5 separate regions of the Mus musculus genome follow, and regions 1, 3, 4 and 5 are each linked to region 2. Evidence: chromatin contacts called from public ChIA-PET, Hi-C, HiChIP or PLAC-seq and promoter capture Hi-C data. All regions are on one chromosome and are shown on one strand. The core of a region is the stretch at or near the end of the contact, and the rest is flanking DNA. Distances in the headings are between cores, read along the strand shown. Region 1 has its middle 20 kb from the start of H2-Oa. Region 2 holds the start of Btnl2 (butyrophilin-like 2). Region 3 holds the start of H2-Oa (histocompatibility 2, O region alpha locus). Region 4 holds the start of Fkbpl (FK506 binding protein-like). Region 5 holds the start of Vps52 (VPS52 GARP complex subunit).

Region 1 (2,700 bases), core at 176-2,675, 280 kb before region 2:
GCCATAGACTTAACCCATTGATGACCTGAGTTGTGTTTTGGTGGTGTTCTTACTCTGCTCTGTTGTTGGCTCCCTATCTGAGGTGAGTAGGAATTTATTCACATCTCATTAGGAATGGCATCACGCAATACCTTAAATGAAGTACAGGGATACATACCTCCCTGAGCAGCCCAGATGCACAAGCAAAGCAGATCTTGGCCTTAGTGAAAGGCAACAAAGTAGCTTGCTTCCGTTGGTGGATGCAACCATGTTAGCCCCCTGCTGATCTTGCACTACACGTTGATCTGTTCCTGAGCGGTCTGTGGCTTTCCCCAGTACAGGAGGTGAAAGGATGTGTCCTACTCCTGTTGTGACAGCTCTGGTGTGCAGCCTCGCTGTTTCATCTGTGAAGGGCTCGGAAGGCACACATACTCCACCAAGTGTGGGGCTCATGGTGACACGCTCTCTGGTTGTGTCCACATCGCCCCGTGCAAATCAGGTGGAAGCCACCTGTTCTTGCTGAAGGTTTACCTCAGTCCAGTGGGGATTACTCTTTCTATTCTTTTTAAATGGAGGCTGACCAGGCCAGCTCAGTCGGTCAACAGGGTCTCGAGGGAGGGAGCCAGGATTGAAAAGACAAAGACAACACTATACCATGACTCCAGCCAGCGCTGAGGCTGAAGTAGCTTTATTTTTCTCCAGCCTGCTTTTCTATCATCCTAGGCCCACCCCGCACCCCGCCGATTCTGCACTACACATTGATCTGTTCCTGAGCTGTCCGCGGCTTTCCCCAGTACAGGAGGTGAAAGAGAATGCACACCCTGTTATATCCAGAAGACATGGCCAGGTCTTAGATCAAAGACAAAGTAAGCGAAGGAAGTAGTAAACAAGGACCCCTTGACTTCAGAGGATATGTTAAAGGAAACACTAAAGTATAGAGAGGTATGTTCTTATCAAGGGTGTGTATATGTGTGTGTGTGTGTGTGTGTGTGTATGCGTGTGTGTGAACTCATGTGTGCGGAAGCATGTGTGCACGTGTGAGTTTATGTGCACCAAGAGCATGCAGCTCGTTGTGAAGGCCAAAAGGTAGATCCCCCAGAGCTGCAGTTACAGGTGACAGGGATCTGCTTGACCCAGTGCTAGGATTCAACCTGGGTCTTCTGCAGGAATGGTAAGTGCTTTTAACCACCAAGCCATCTCTCAGCCCCAGGAGCTGAGTCCTTTGCTCTTACGCCATCTTTGTCTTAGTGTTTCTATTCGTTCTCTTTCTCACTGCTGTGACCAGAGCCCTGACAAGAAGCACCATAAGGAAGGAGGAGGTTTAGTGTGGCCTTCAGTTCCAAATGATCTGGCACTTCATGGCGGAAGAGGCATGGCAGTAGCATGAGGCAACTGGTCACACTGCCTCAGCAGTCACGACCTAGACAGACAGGAAATGTACTGGGCTGTAAAACCACATGGCCAGCCCTCCAGTGATCCACTTCCTCTAGCAAGCCTCTATCTCCTACAGAAGAGACCTATCTTCTGTAAGGTCTCAAATAACATAATGGCACCAGCTGGGAGCTAAGTGTACAAATACGGGAGCCCATGTGGGACACAGCCACACAGTGATTCTGTGGTGTTCGGTGGCTTCTGTGTCTACTGAGCTGGGCAGGCAGCTTTTGCTATTCTGACAGCTTAGGGCTCCCTTCTTCTGTAACTTCATTAGCTTGCTAACGGATCTGTTATGCTTTGGGGATGTTATATCCTGAGAGCTAAGGGACACTTTACCTCTCCAGTTCCCCAGTTAAGCCTGAGTTCTCCAGTTATTTTATTTGCCCAATTCTCTAGTGTTGTCTTTGCAGACGGCCCACAAAAGCCACTCAGAGAGCCTTAGACAAAGATTATAAACTCAGCCTGCCCGCCATGGCAGCTACTGATCATTCATGGCTTCACTTAAATTTAAATAATTTAAATCTGACAGCATGATAGTGTCTGATCTTCCAACCTCCATGCTGGCAGACAGCAGATAGACATTTGACAGCAGAGACTTCTGCTGGGGAGGGTGCTCTCAGCATTCTCTGATGGCCGTGTTTAAGGTTACAGTTTGGATCTGGAATGCTCTCCCAGAGTTTTGTGGGTTGATGGCTTGGTCCCTGATGCACTATAGTTCAGAGGTGAGCAGTTAGCAGACCTGGAGCTTGTCAGATTCATCCATTGGTGGATTTAAAAAAAAATTATTTATTTATTTATTTATTTATTTATTTATTTATTTATTGTCTATGAGTACACACACTCTCTCTCTCCCCCTCTCCCCCCCCCATAAAATAAAACTAAACAATTAGTCTTTTAAAAGACCAAGTGTTAGAACAACTTACCCCAGCTTCCTTCCTCAGCCCCACTCTTCCGCCACACTCCCTCAGGACTGTGAGGGAAGTTCAGGCTGAGACTTTCTGATCATGCAGAGGAGCCCTCAGGACAACCACAATATCTTAGCTGCTCATCTAGATCCCGGAGATCTCAGCTGAGCTGGATGAGGGCTGAAAGGATACACACTCAGCTATTAAAATCTCCTTAGAGAGTGAGAGACACTTTCCATCCCTCCTCCTTCTCCTTCGCCTCACCCACAGAAGCCTGGGAACCTGGGGACCTTGTAGTCTAATGGTCAGACCCCTGGCTGGGGCTTCTTCTCTTCCTATAGGACAGCTTTGCTCCGACACTGGTTCCAGTGGCTTCTAGAAC
Region 2 (2,700 bases), core at 100-2,599:
ACACTGTTACCTTGCATGCTGTGCTGTTTGTTACACTGTTACCTTGCATGCTTTGCTGTTTGTTACAGTTACCTTGCATGCTGTGCTGTTACACTGTTGCCTTGCATGCTGTGCTGTTACACTGTTGCCTTGCATGCTGTGCTGTTACACTGTTACCTTGCATGCTGTGCTGTTACACTGTTACCTTGCATGCTGTGCTGTTACACTGTTGCCTTGCATGCTGTGCTGTTACACTGTTGCCTTGCATGCTGTGCTGTTACACTGTTACCTTGCATGCTGTGCTGTTACACTGTTACCTTGCATGCTGTGCTGTTACACCGTTACCTTGCATGCTGTGCTGTTACATTGTTGCCTTGCATGCTGTGCTGTTACACTGTTGCCTTGCATGCTGTGCTGTTACACTGTTGCCTTGCATGCTGTGCTGTTACACCGTTACCTTGCATGCTGTGCTGTTACACCGTTACCTTGCATGCTGTGCTGTTACACTGTTACCTTGCATGCTGTGCTGTTACACTGTTGCCTTGCATGCTGTGCTGTTACACTGTTACCTTGCATGCTGTGCTGTTACACCGTTACCTTGCATGCTGTGCTGTTACATTGTTGCCTTGCATGCTGTGCTGTTACACTGTTGCCTTGCATGCTGTGCTGTTACACTGTTGCCTTGCATGCTGTGCTGTTACGCTCTTACAATGAAGAACAAACATTCTTCTAAATAAGTTTAAAACTGCTCTTCCCAGCTCTTGAAAGTGGATCTGGAGACCCCTCAATAGTGTGAAAGAGAATTTAGGGGATCCCCAAGAAGGACTGAAGAAAGAAGAGCACATAACAGGGGTGTCCAAGGCCCTCCATTACTAGCCATGCTCATTGTACCCACACGCTATATCAGAAAGCTTATTACATTTCTTGGGTGAAGCCTTTGTTTTCCAGTAAAAGAGAAAGAACAAAGAAAAAACACACAGGCACCTTGGCCTGATGTTCTGGTCTTGGACAGGGAACATCCCCTCCTAGACTTGGTTTTCTACTCAGTAGGGTGAAGGTTGAGTATCTGATAGACAGTCATGCTCTGCACTCTGAGGGTCCACAGACTCCGTGTTGTGAGAGAGCTTGGCCCTAGATGGGGAATCATAGAAGTTCAGCAAGCTGAAGGACAGGACAAAGTAGCCATGATTTAGGCCACTGCCAGATGTCAGGTCACCTACCTGCTGGACAGGGCATGGAGCAGGGTCCAGCCTGCGTGCTGGTGTTCTGAAGAGATAAGGGTCAACATTATCACTGTGTCTAGAAGGCTAGATGAATCAGAACAGAGCCCAAAGTCCACCTGCCTTCCTTCTGAGTTTCACTTTTGAGCAGAAGGTAAATGTGCTGCTCTGACTGGAGCCTCATTTTAGACTGACCCTCGGGGACTCAACTCTGCCTACAGATTGACACCATTCAAATCTTCCTTCACGCAAACTGGTGACGCTTCCACTTTCCTTGCCTGCTCCATCACCAGTCACTATGCTCTCCTGTCCTTAGACACCTGCTATGTGAATGAAGGACACACTTGTGACTGGGTGAGACCAACAGCCTCCATTTCACCCTAAAGGAAAGAGCAACAGGTGAGTGGCTTGGAGAGTCTCTCATGAAGGATGGACATGGGAGTGGGGGTGGGGTGGGGAGGAGTCAACTAAGATGAGGAAGTAGGTAGAGTCAGCATCCTGTCAGGAAATGGCTCTTACTTCCTGTTGATCTCCACTGCACATTTTTTAGAGAGTAGTGTTTTGAGACAGACTCCCACTCTATAGCCAATGCCGGCTTCCAACAAATGGCAATCCTCCTGCCTCAGCCTTCTGGGTGCTGAGATTATAGTGAGCTACCACAACAAGCTGAGTTTTTCCTCTTTTTAACATCATTGTCTCTTTAGCTCAGGACTGATTTTTCTTTCCAATCAAAAAACTTCCTTCAGCTCAGGTTGGCCTCAAACCAGACATTGTCTTGCCTCATCCTCTTCAGTATCTGCCTCCTGGTGTATGGAATTTCAATCTCAGGATTCACGAGAGGTAGAGGAAGGACTTCAAGGTCATCCTTGGCTGTGTTGCAAGTTAGAAGCCAACTGGACTAAGTGAGACCTGAGGGGGAGCCTAAGGGATAACGTACAGTGTAACTCCATCGTGAGAGTTCAAATGTGAGTGAGTGAGTCAGCTGTGATCAACAACTGAAAAGAACGGGGCCAGGCCATGATCTGATGATGACAGGTTTGGTGCTAGTTGTCTATTAAGATAGCATAGCCATCAGAAGTCCTAGTTTGCTTGCTATTGCTGTGATAAATATCAAGACCAAAAGCAACCTAGGAAAGAAAGGGTTAATTTCATCTTACAGCTGGCAGACCACTATGAAGGGAAATCAAGGCAGGAACCCAAGCAGTAACCTGGAGGCAGACACTGAGGCAGAGACCATGGAGCAACACTGCTTGCCCTCTGTGACTTGCTCAGCTTGTTTTTTTACATCATGCAAGCCCACCTGCCCAGGGGTGGCACTGCCCGCAGTGGGCTGGGTCCTTTCCCATCAATCGTTAATTAAGAAAAATTCCCCCACAGATTTGCTCATAGGCCAATCTGATGGAGGCAGTTCCTCAGTTAGGATCCCTTTTCTCAGATGACTCTAGCTTCTGTCGAGTTAACAAAACAAAACAAACAAAAACCAATGCAGAAACTGCAAGGC
Region 3 (2,700 bases), core at 6-2,505, 260 kb before region 2:
GCTGTTTCCCAAACTCTGGTCCTCTGGCAGAGCAGCGTGGGATTTTAAGGCTGAGTATTTCCCAGCCTGCCCACCCACTGCATCTTTTGAGATGGCTCTGCTGCTGACCCTAAAGCCCTAGAGCTCACCTGTTTGGCTAGACTGGCTGGCTAGCCAGTTACACGGATCTCCCTGTCTCTGCCCCGCCACGGCTGAGGGTTTACAGACATGTGCCACCATGCCTGGCTTTTTCGGTGTGTTGGGAATCCAAACTCACGTCCTTGTGCTTGTGTGGCAAGCACTTTACCCACAGAGCCACCTCCGCAGCACCCGGAACGAGTATTTGTTACAAACTTCACTGAGCCAAAGCAACTCGCTGGAGCCAAAGTCGCAGACTTCTCAGACAGCGTCAAGCTTGAAAACCCTTGATTTCAGCCTCTTTGGAAGATGGCTGCCACAAGTTTGATGGAAGTTCTCTTTACCCATTTCTATTTCCTTTCTCTTTTTTGAGACAAAGTTTCTCTATGTAGCCTGGCTGGCCTGGAACTTACTGTGTAAACCAGGCTGCCATTGAACTCATAGAGATTCACCTGCCTCAGCCTCCAGAGTGCTGGCATTAAAGGCGTGGCCTGAATCTCTCTATTTACTGTATTGACTGAGTCCTTCCAGTGCCAGCCATTGGCTGAGTTCACCAATAGGCAAACGCTAGGTGCATGCGGACCCTGGTCAACCTCTGGCCAGCGTGCAAGAGGGTGTCTGGGGACTAGAAGGGACAAATGGAGACCACCAATGTCCTCTGCCCACCCCATGTCACTTGTAGGAACTGCCTGTAGTGTTCCTTCAGGGGGAGCATCTTCAGCCGTTACACAGTCTTCCTTACAGATAAAATAAAATAATGTTTTTGAAAATGATTTACAAATATAAGAGTTTCTATGCTGTGATTTATTATATCCAATGATCTCCCTTTAAAAGTTCTTAGTGTGTTTTGTTTTATATTTTACCCCCCAAAATTTCCAGAGGGACCCACAGGAAAAATCAGGTTCTATCATGGACCAGATGGAGGCTTTGCCCAGCATAGCCATTTGGTGCTCTGTGACTTCTCTGCTCCTTCCTGAAGCCCCTTCTTGAAAGGTGAAGTGACAGATGACCCATGGCCTCCACTCTCCACCTTCTCACCCAGACTCTTTACTTCCTTGCCCAGCAACAAACCCATTATCTCAGAGAACTGCTCTGATTGGCTGCTTACCGCAAGGGTCTTCCCCTAACCTGGACTCTGTTTCTTTTTACCTCGATCTTGCTCCCTTGCTTCCCAAACAGACGTTGTTAGAGCCACTCACCCCAGCAATGGTCCTTTTTGTGGAGCTGGTCCCGGTACTCCTAACCGCAATGAGCTTCCTGAGTCCCCGAGGAGTAAGGGCCATCAAGGGTAAGTGCTGGGGACACCTGGGAGTGGGAGAGTACAGCACAGGGGAAAGTGTCTCTCTCTGTGTCGGGTATATGGCAACTCCCTCCACCTGCAGACAAATCCCTGCCACCTCCATTGTGGGCCTAACCACTGGGCTGAGGCTGGGTCTCTTCTGGGCTTCTTTTACATTCAGAGCCCCCCTCAGCTCTTCCTCTTTTCTGAGATCCGTGCCCTCACCCGCCTCACTGCAGAGCACCCTGGCTCCTGAACCACTTCCTGGCTGCAACAAGCAGTTCTCATCCAGCTTTGTTGCAGTGTTTTGGTTTTCCCCGTTTGTTTTCTGTCACGCTGGGCTCATGACAGTCCCTTACATTCCTCAGAAGTGTAGAGCTCTGAAAGAGTCAGTGGAAATGTAGCCCTGACACCAGGAAACAGCACTTTGTCGAGGGTGAGACCTATTAATCAACACTCCCAGATGGAAGGTGGAATGTAAAGTTTGAATCTTGGGGTGTTTGTTTGTTTGTTTGTTTCTTTATTAAATTGGCTTTTTGAGACAGGGTTTCTCTGTGTAGCCCTGGCTGTCCTGGAACTTACTCTGTAGACCAGGCTGGCCTCAAACTCAGAAATCTGCCTGCCTCTGCCTCTCAAGTGCGCCGTTGCTGCTGCCAGGATTGAACTCCTGACTTTATGTCCTGTGTTATCTTACAATACTTTGGGAACTTCTCTCTCCCTCCATGTGTTAATGAGGCAGAGTTTCATTGAACTAGGCAGCCCACGCTGGTCTTGAACTTCTGATCTTTCTGTCTCTACCCTCTCTGTGCTGGGGTTGTAGGGATGTGCTGTCATGCCTGGCTTGTGGAAAGCGGCCCTTTTCCTCACCCTGGTCTCTGGATCATGGATATTATTACATCATGCTCCTGTCTGTCACTGTCCCTCACCCACTCCTATGCTAGCTTTCTTTCCCAAAAGCTCCCTTCAGTGCTTCCCCTTAACCATTTCCTCCTCGCCCCAAATTTACCATCTTACACACAAGGTCTGACAGGGTGGCTGCCTCTACAGCTACAGCAGATGATGGAGGCCTGGAAACCTGACACCATCTCCTGTGGGCTGTCTCTCCTTTTCCCAGCCTGCTTTGTCAGCTCCACCCATGCATGCAGTGGCCACGCCCCCTCTGCCCTCCCCCTTTCGTGTCTCTGGAACTTTTCAAGGGGCTGCTATGGCTTTGCAGGGCTGTCCTCACCCCACAGCCCAGGATGAGACCAGGCTGAGACTCAGAAGCTGAGACATGCTTCTCTCAGCTCCCATCCTTCCCTCAC
Region 4 (2,700 bases), core at 161-2,660, 290 kb after region 2:
CCTGAATTACATTCTCTGGGCAGTCAAGCAGATTTACAAAGGCAGATGGCAGCCTTCCTGATCTCCTGGCTACACTTTTCTGTGTCATTAGGAAGCCCAGCAGTTTCTATTATCCTTAAACCAACTTCACTTTCTGAGCAAGTTGAAGCCCAAGGTCACTTTTCCAAGGCAGGTTAGCAAAGCCTGGTAAGAGGAGAGTTTCCGACAAACAAGTGGCTCCAAAGGGCAAAAGACACTTAGATTTCAATGAATTCAGGTGTGTAACTATTTACTTGTCTTCCTAAACTGCTACGCAAAGCTCGTTTGTAGGCTATGTATGTTTAAGTAAGAGTTGGGTCAGAGCCTCTTGGTTTAATTATTTATTTAATATCTCCGAGGACGTTTGTTAGTACACGTATTCTTTTTATATTCTAATCAGTGTAAAGCTTGTCAGTATTTCTTTTACCCTGTATCATCAATGAAGCTCTGGGTGTGATCCACAGTACCACATAAATCAGGCACAGTGGGGCATGCCCGTGGTCCCAGCATCCTCTTCTACATAGAGTTCCAGGCCAGCAAGGGATACACATGACCCTGTCAATAACACCAAGAACAACATATGCCAAAGTAAGGTGCTTAGATAATAAGGGGTTCTCGTTCCCGGAAGAACTGTGCTGGTCCAGCCGGTGCAGGCAGTTTGCCCAGCAAGGCTGAGTCACAAACGGGATCTATCTACACCTTCTGTAGGGAGGAGGAGAGCTGTTCTCTGCCGCTCCTCTCACTGGAGCATGGGATACCAGTTACACACGAAATATATAGGACAAACTAAGCTGGTGCGGAATGAGGTCACTGAGGGATCACACTGCTAGCGGGCTGGAGCACTATCCAAGAATCGCAGGCTCCATCTGAGAGTTTCGAAATCCAGGTCTGCAATTTAATATATTTTCTCATGATGGACATGCTCATTCGAGTTTGAAAAACACTACGATTCTGGATCAGGGGGCTCAGTTGAAGGGCAATGATGGATATGTGGCAAAAGTCAATCAAGGATGAGCCAAAATGGACAGGGGTTGATTTCAGCTAAGATCTCTGAATTTGGGTATAATAACAGGGGAGGGTCTGAAAGCAGCTAAAATCTCAGCCTTTACATTTGAACTGAAGCTCGAACTTAGGGTCTTTACGCATGCTTGGTAAAGCTCTCTACCACTGCTCTCTCTTCCTCAGCCCAAGTTTCCCATTTCTGGCCTTTTTACATTTTGACTAAACCAGTCAGCCAGATCTTTGTCAACCTCGGTTCGATTTGGCTAATTCTATTGCTTAGGTCTAGTCCGGTTGCTAAGGTATGGCGCTTCACGGTTGCTAGGGAAATGGCGTCACCATAGAGGCGGGACAAGGAACCTCTTCGTGCTCCTGATTGGCCGTCGTGTTAGGGACTAGCTTCTCCGTCTCTGAGGGCTCGAGAGCTGATAGAGACTCTCAGCTGCTCCCAGGCTGCCCTTCCAGGCCTCAACATCATACACAATGCAACAACTGTGACTTAGGCCGTCCTGCTATGCTCCTTGGTCTCTCAGGTACTTTTTGACCCGGTCAAGTGCCCATAGTTGGGGCGACTACCCGAACCATGGGGAATTACAGAATTTATAGTTCTAAACTAGACCTGGGTGGATTCTAGCTTGGGAAGGGGGGAAAAAAAGGAGAAACTTTTAGCACTACGAGGAGTCTTAACTAGGAATTCTGGAATTTACATGGTTTCGGTTTTTTGTTTGTTTGTTTGTTTGTTTTTTTCACCTGCTCAGGTCTGAACTACACTTGACCCATCACTTTCCAGACTAAACTGTTCTTTCCTTTATCTGTTGTGGAAGGGATCAGGAGATCCAATGGAGACCTCACCTATCAGCCCAATGAACGAGAAGAACACCGCTCAGCCGCAGCAGCGGGAAGAGAACGCCCAGCAAATCTTAAATACAGCCATTCCGTTTAGGCAGCGGTCCCCAGGTCTTCTCCCTGAAGCCCTGAAGGTGGGAGTGAGACCGGATCCAGCCAATCAAATTGTAGAGACTCAAGAGATTGAACATCCCGTGGCTGGATTTGAAGGTGACTCTGATCAATTTCAAGTCTCAACCAATGAGATGGCAGAGCACCTCCAAGCTTCTGATCTTTGGTACTGTCCTGATGGGAGTTTTGTAAAGAAGATCATAGTCCCTGGCCATGGCTTAGACAAACCCAAGCTAGGCTCCAAATGCCAAGTGTTGGCTTTGGGATTTCCTTTTGGATCTGGGATGCCAGAGGGCTGGACAGAACTAACCATAGGCATAGGACAATGGAGGGAAAAAATGTGGGGGGAACTCATGGAAAAATGCCTGGAGTCTATGCGTCAAGGTGAGGAGGCAAAGATTCACCTTCCTGGATCCTCTGCACCTCTTGCTAAACTCAGACTGGATTCCTTCACCAATGGCCGGGACTCCTGGGAGATGGAGGCTATGGAGAAGGAGGCTCTGGCCAAAGAAGAACACAGAAGGGGTACAGAACTGTTTCGAGCTGGGAACCCTCAAGGGGCTGCCCGATGCTATGGACGGGCTCTCCGACTGCTGCTGACGTTGCCCCCACCCGGCCCTCCCGAACGAACTACCCTTTATGCCAATCTGGCTGCCTGCCAGTTGCTGCTAGGACACCCCCAGTTGGCAGCCCAGAGCTGTGACCGAGTGCTGGAGCGGGAGCCGG
Region 5 (2,700 bases), core at 127-2,626, 400 kb before region 2:
ATTGTTTGCCAAAGTGCAGAATTAAAAAAAGTCAACATGGCAAGGACTTAAAAGTGAGACTTCACAAGGTTAAAAAAATTTACTCCAACTTTTATGTCCACCTGACATTACCTCGGCTCCCCAGGCCTCCTTCAAACCTCTCAGCAGCCACCCAGTTCCATCTATACCCTAGCATCCCACAAGGTCCCACCACTGACAGGTCTCATGGCTGAACACACCTGACCAGCAACTCCTCAAATCACCAACTTCAAGTCCTGTCCCTGTCTACAAGACTTTTAGCTCTGCAGAGAAACATCCCAGCTTCCTCCTACGACCTCCCTTTTTGCCATAATGGGGAAAACTGCCAGCTTCTGTGTCACCTTCCACTGTGGCATCTGCCAATAGCTTCTGCAGACCACCCCCAACCATCACCGCTAAGCCTGGACACCTCTTAGGATGTTAGTTTACAGGAATTCTACTCAAGGTTTGCTGACAGCAGAGACTGCTCTCGGAAGCTGAAGATCTCGGGAAACCTCTGCAAGGTGGGACATGACTACACTCACACCCCACTACCCCTGGAGCAATGTTTTGGTTTAACCCTGGGTCATCATCAGGCTTTTATTGAAACGGGTTGGGTGAGTTTAGCTGCTTCTCTTTTGCCCCTAACACTTTTACCTTAATGGCAGTGATGGCGAAGGCTATTTTCCGCCGCCCATCGATGTTGGTGTTGAGTACTCGCAAAATGTGCTGGAACTTCTCAGGGATCACTAGAGACTGAAAGAACACGGGCAGTTATCAAGACAGGTTACCCCCAAACCGGGAAGGTGGCCGAGGCAGGGTTGGATTGTCTGCTAAGTTCTTACACAACTCCTCAGTCACCGGGGCTCACCCCTAACGCGCTCAGGCGCGGGAAATCGCAACCTCTGACAAGAGGGTGGACGTCGGCCGCGGCCCCCAATTCCCTGGACAGGGGAAGCGGGAGGAGCCCACACACAGCCAAGCTCCTGGCAGCTTTGCTGTGTAAGAGGAGCGAGCATTCCTCGGGGCCCCGATCCCCGGGATTTCACGTCTTAGGTCGTCCCCTCTCGGGTCACACTCCATCGCTCCACAGAGGGCTGTGGGCCCGCAGCATGGGGCACTCTCTGAGTCCTGACGGAAATCTCTCCCTGCCCCGGCTCCGATGTCGCAGGATCCCGGCGCGGATTCCGCTCTTACCATGGCGGCGGCACAGACGGCGGCGTGTAGGCCTCCTGTGGAAGAGAGAGCGGAAGTGACGTATAAGTCTTATATAGATTCCTGGCGGAAGAGGCGGGGCTATCCCCGGAGGTCCACTTCCGGAAATTGCTTCTCTCCCCGTCTCCCCCTAAGGGAGGAGTTGTATTGAGACAGTTTTGGAAGGGACCGGAGCTATAACTTCCGGTTCGGCCTTCTCTGTCGTCGTACCGTTCTTGTGTGGGCGCGGAGCGAAGGTTCCGGAACAGAGTTGTGTTCGAGACGTTCACCTTCCTGTTTGCACTTGACCGAAATGATCAAAGCCTAACCGGAGAGGCTGGAGCCGATCGCCTTAGCTCAAATATCTGGGACCCTTTTTTGCTCCATAGAAGACATTCCAGGACTTGTAGCTTTGCTTCGGGAAACGGACTTTCTGAGACTGACAGCTGCCGGAAGTCGGAAGTGAAGCTGCGGGGGAATGGCAGCCGCAGCGACCATGGCGGCCGCTGCCCGGGAGCTGGTGTTGCGGGCTGGGGCCTCAGATGTAGAGGAGGAGGAGGGCCCGCTGGTGAGAGCACGGGGCTGTAGGTCCTCCGGAGTATCGTCAGGTTGTCCCTCTCCTCAGGCGTAGGCTCCATTTAGACAAGAGGTTCGGAGCCGTCTTGCCACGGGTGATGGTGACCTAGCCTTCGTAGGGACCAAAGTGGCTGAAACCCAAGCCCCAGGGACAGTGTCAGCTTCCTGTTCACGATTTTTAGTAGAAAAAAATTTTAGTGTTTAGCGTAAAAGGTTAAGAACGTGGCCTCTGGAACCAATTTGCCCGGGGTCCCACCTCCAGCCCCACCGCTTGAAAGCTATGCTGTGTTTTCGGTGCCAAAACTTCCCACACCTTTACAGTGCAAACGCTGTTAGGACATACCTTATAGGTGGTCGTTAGGATTAGCCGAATGAGCATGTTAAATGGTGTACCAGACACAGGGGTAAACACTATGTAAGCTGGCGATTTTAGCCTCTGGAATTCCCTCAGGGATCACCTGGAATAGCTGGAAACTGAGGTCCTAAATTCAAAGGCAAGTTTGACTAGTCCTAGTTTTTTCTCATTTGAACAACTCCAGCAACTCCATGAATTGCCTGATATTCTCAGTAGCCCAAGATTGTAGATTTGAACGCATCAGAATCTTTGACCCACTTACTCCGGCACCCCCCACCCCCCAAAGCACCCCCCACCTCACTTGGAGGATTAAGGATACCCGATTATGTTTTGTTTCCAACATCTCTTTCTGTATCCCACATTCATTAACCTGTCCCTCTTCAGGGGGGGGGTTCTGGACTCCAAGAACCCCTACAACTTGGAGAGTTGGACATCACCTCTGATGAATTCATCTTGGATGAAGTGGATGGTAAGTGCTGACATGGGGTGGGAGCAAAGTAGACCCCTTTATTCTTTAGAAATATATTACATGACCCCAGTAGATTACCCTCTATGGTTTCTTTCTTTTGTATGTGTGT

The links. Promoter capture Hi-C pulls out the DNA fragments that hold promoters and counts their contacts. A called contact is a pair of places that touch in the nucleus more often than the background predicts. ChIA-PET counts read pairs in DNA pulled down with a chosen protein or histone mark. HiChIP or PLAC-seq counts read pairs in DNA pulled down with a chosen protein or histone mark.
Region 1: an RNA polymerase II ChIA-PET map of memory CD8 T cells shows a contact between it and region 2, with 10 read pairs. The contact joins the enhancer-like site here to the promoter of Btnl2 in region 2. A contact is called at or near these places in 8 of 39 promoter capture datasets (HPC-7-derived erythroid cells, cranial neural crest, frontonasal cranial neural crest and 5 more), 1 of 15 datasets of contacts at CTCF or cohesin (large pre-B cells), 26 of 484 Hi-C or Micro-C datasets (the Ba/F3 cell line, CD4 T cells, CD8 T cells and 15 more), 4 of 115 datasets of contacts at active chromatin or transcription factors (acute myeloid leukemia, embryonic stem cells, large pre-B cells and 1 more) and 2 of 9 other capture datasets (embryonic stem cells and macrophages).
Region 3: a promoter capture Hi-C map of liver shows a contact between it and region 2, with 6 times the contacts expected there. The contact joins the promoter of H2-Oa here to the promoter of Btnl2 in region 2. A contact is called at or near these places in 11 of 39 promoter capture datasets (the 3T3-L1 cell line, the HPC-7 cell line, cranial neural crest and 6 more), 10 of 484 Hi-C or Micro-C datasets (CD4 T cells, CD8 T cells, ECoMG-derived neutrophils and 6 more), 2 of 115 datasets of contacts at active chromatin or transcription factors (acute myeloid leukemia and large pre-B cells) and 2 of 9 other capture datasets (adipose tissue and liver).
Region 4: a contact with region 2 is called in a Hi-C map of B cells, with 8 read pairs. The contact joins the promoter of Fkbpl here to the promoter of Btnl2 in region 2. A contact is called at or near these places in 1 of 39 promoter capture datasets (hippocampal neurons), 1 of 484 Hi-C or Micro-C datasets (B cells) and 1 of 115 datasets of contacts at active chromatin or transcription factors (bone marrow-derived macrophages).
Region 5: a contact with region 2 is called in an H3K4me3 HiChIP or PLAC-seq map of the 230-238 cell line, with 13 read pairs. The contact joins the promoter of Vps52 here to the promoter of Btnl2 in region 2. A contact is called at or near these places in 2 of 39 promoter capture datasets (liver and pre-B cells) and 1 of 115 datasets of contacts at active chromatin or transcription factors (the 230-238 cell line).

The regions. Positions count from the first base shown.
Region 1 is chr17:34,070,871-34,073,570 of GRCm38.p6, forward strand. No RefSeq gene overlaps it. Among named protein-coding and RNA genes, the nearest start is that of H2-Oa, 20 kb to the right of the region's middle. Within about 2 kb of position 1,426, at least 42 of the 459 cell types and tissues checked have an H3K27ac peak or open chromatin away from gene starts, as enhancers often do. A contact at or near this core is called in ECoMG-derived neutrophils, the P5424 cell line, acute myeloid leukemia and 3 more, where this site is marked.
Region 2 is chr17:34,353,473-34,356,172 of GRCm38.p6, forward strand. Btnl2 (butyrophilin-like 2) reads left to right here and starts at 1,350. Exons shown (of 9, transcript NM_079835.2): 1 at 1,350-1,598.
Region 3 is chr17:34,091,124-34,093,823 of GRCm38.p6, forward strand. It overlaps H2-Oa (histocompatibility 2, O region alpha locus), which reads left to right and starts at 1,256. Exons shown (of 5, transcript NM_008206.2): 1 at 1,256-1,405. The coding sequence starts at 1,324. It overlaps BC051537 (cDNA sequence BC051537), which reads right to left. Exons shown (of 5, transcript NR_046183.1): 3 at 1,317-1,422.
Region 4 is chr17:34,643,404-34,646,103 of GRCm38.p6, forward strand. It overlaps Fkbpl (FK506 binding protein-like), which reads left to right and starts at 1,411. Exons shown (of 2, transcript NM_019873.3): 1 at 1,411-1,550; 2 at 1,842-2,700. The coding sequence starts at 1,857.
Region 5 is chr17:33,954,424-33,957,123 of GRCm38.p6, forward strand. It overlaps Vps52 (VPS52 GARP complex subunit), which reads left to right and starts at 1,377. Exons shown (of 20, transcript NM_172620.4): 1 at 1,377-1,759; 2 at 2,507-2,591. The coding sequence starts at 1,670. Rps18 (ribosomal protein S18) reads right to left here and starts at 1,242. Exons shown (of 5, transcript NM_011296.3): 1 at 1,195-1,242; 2 at 655-753. The coding sequence starts at 1,197.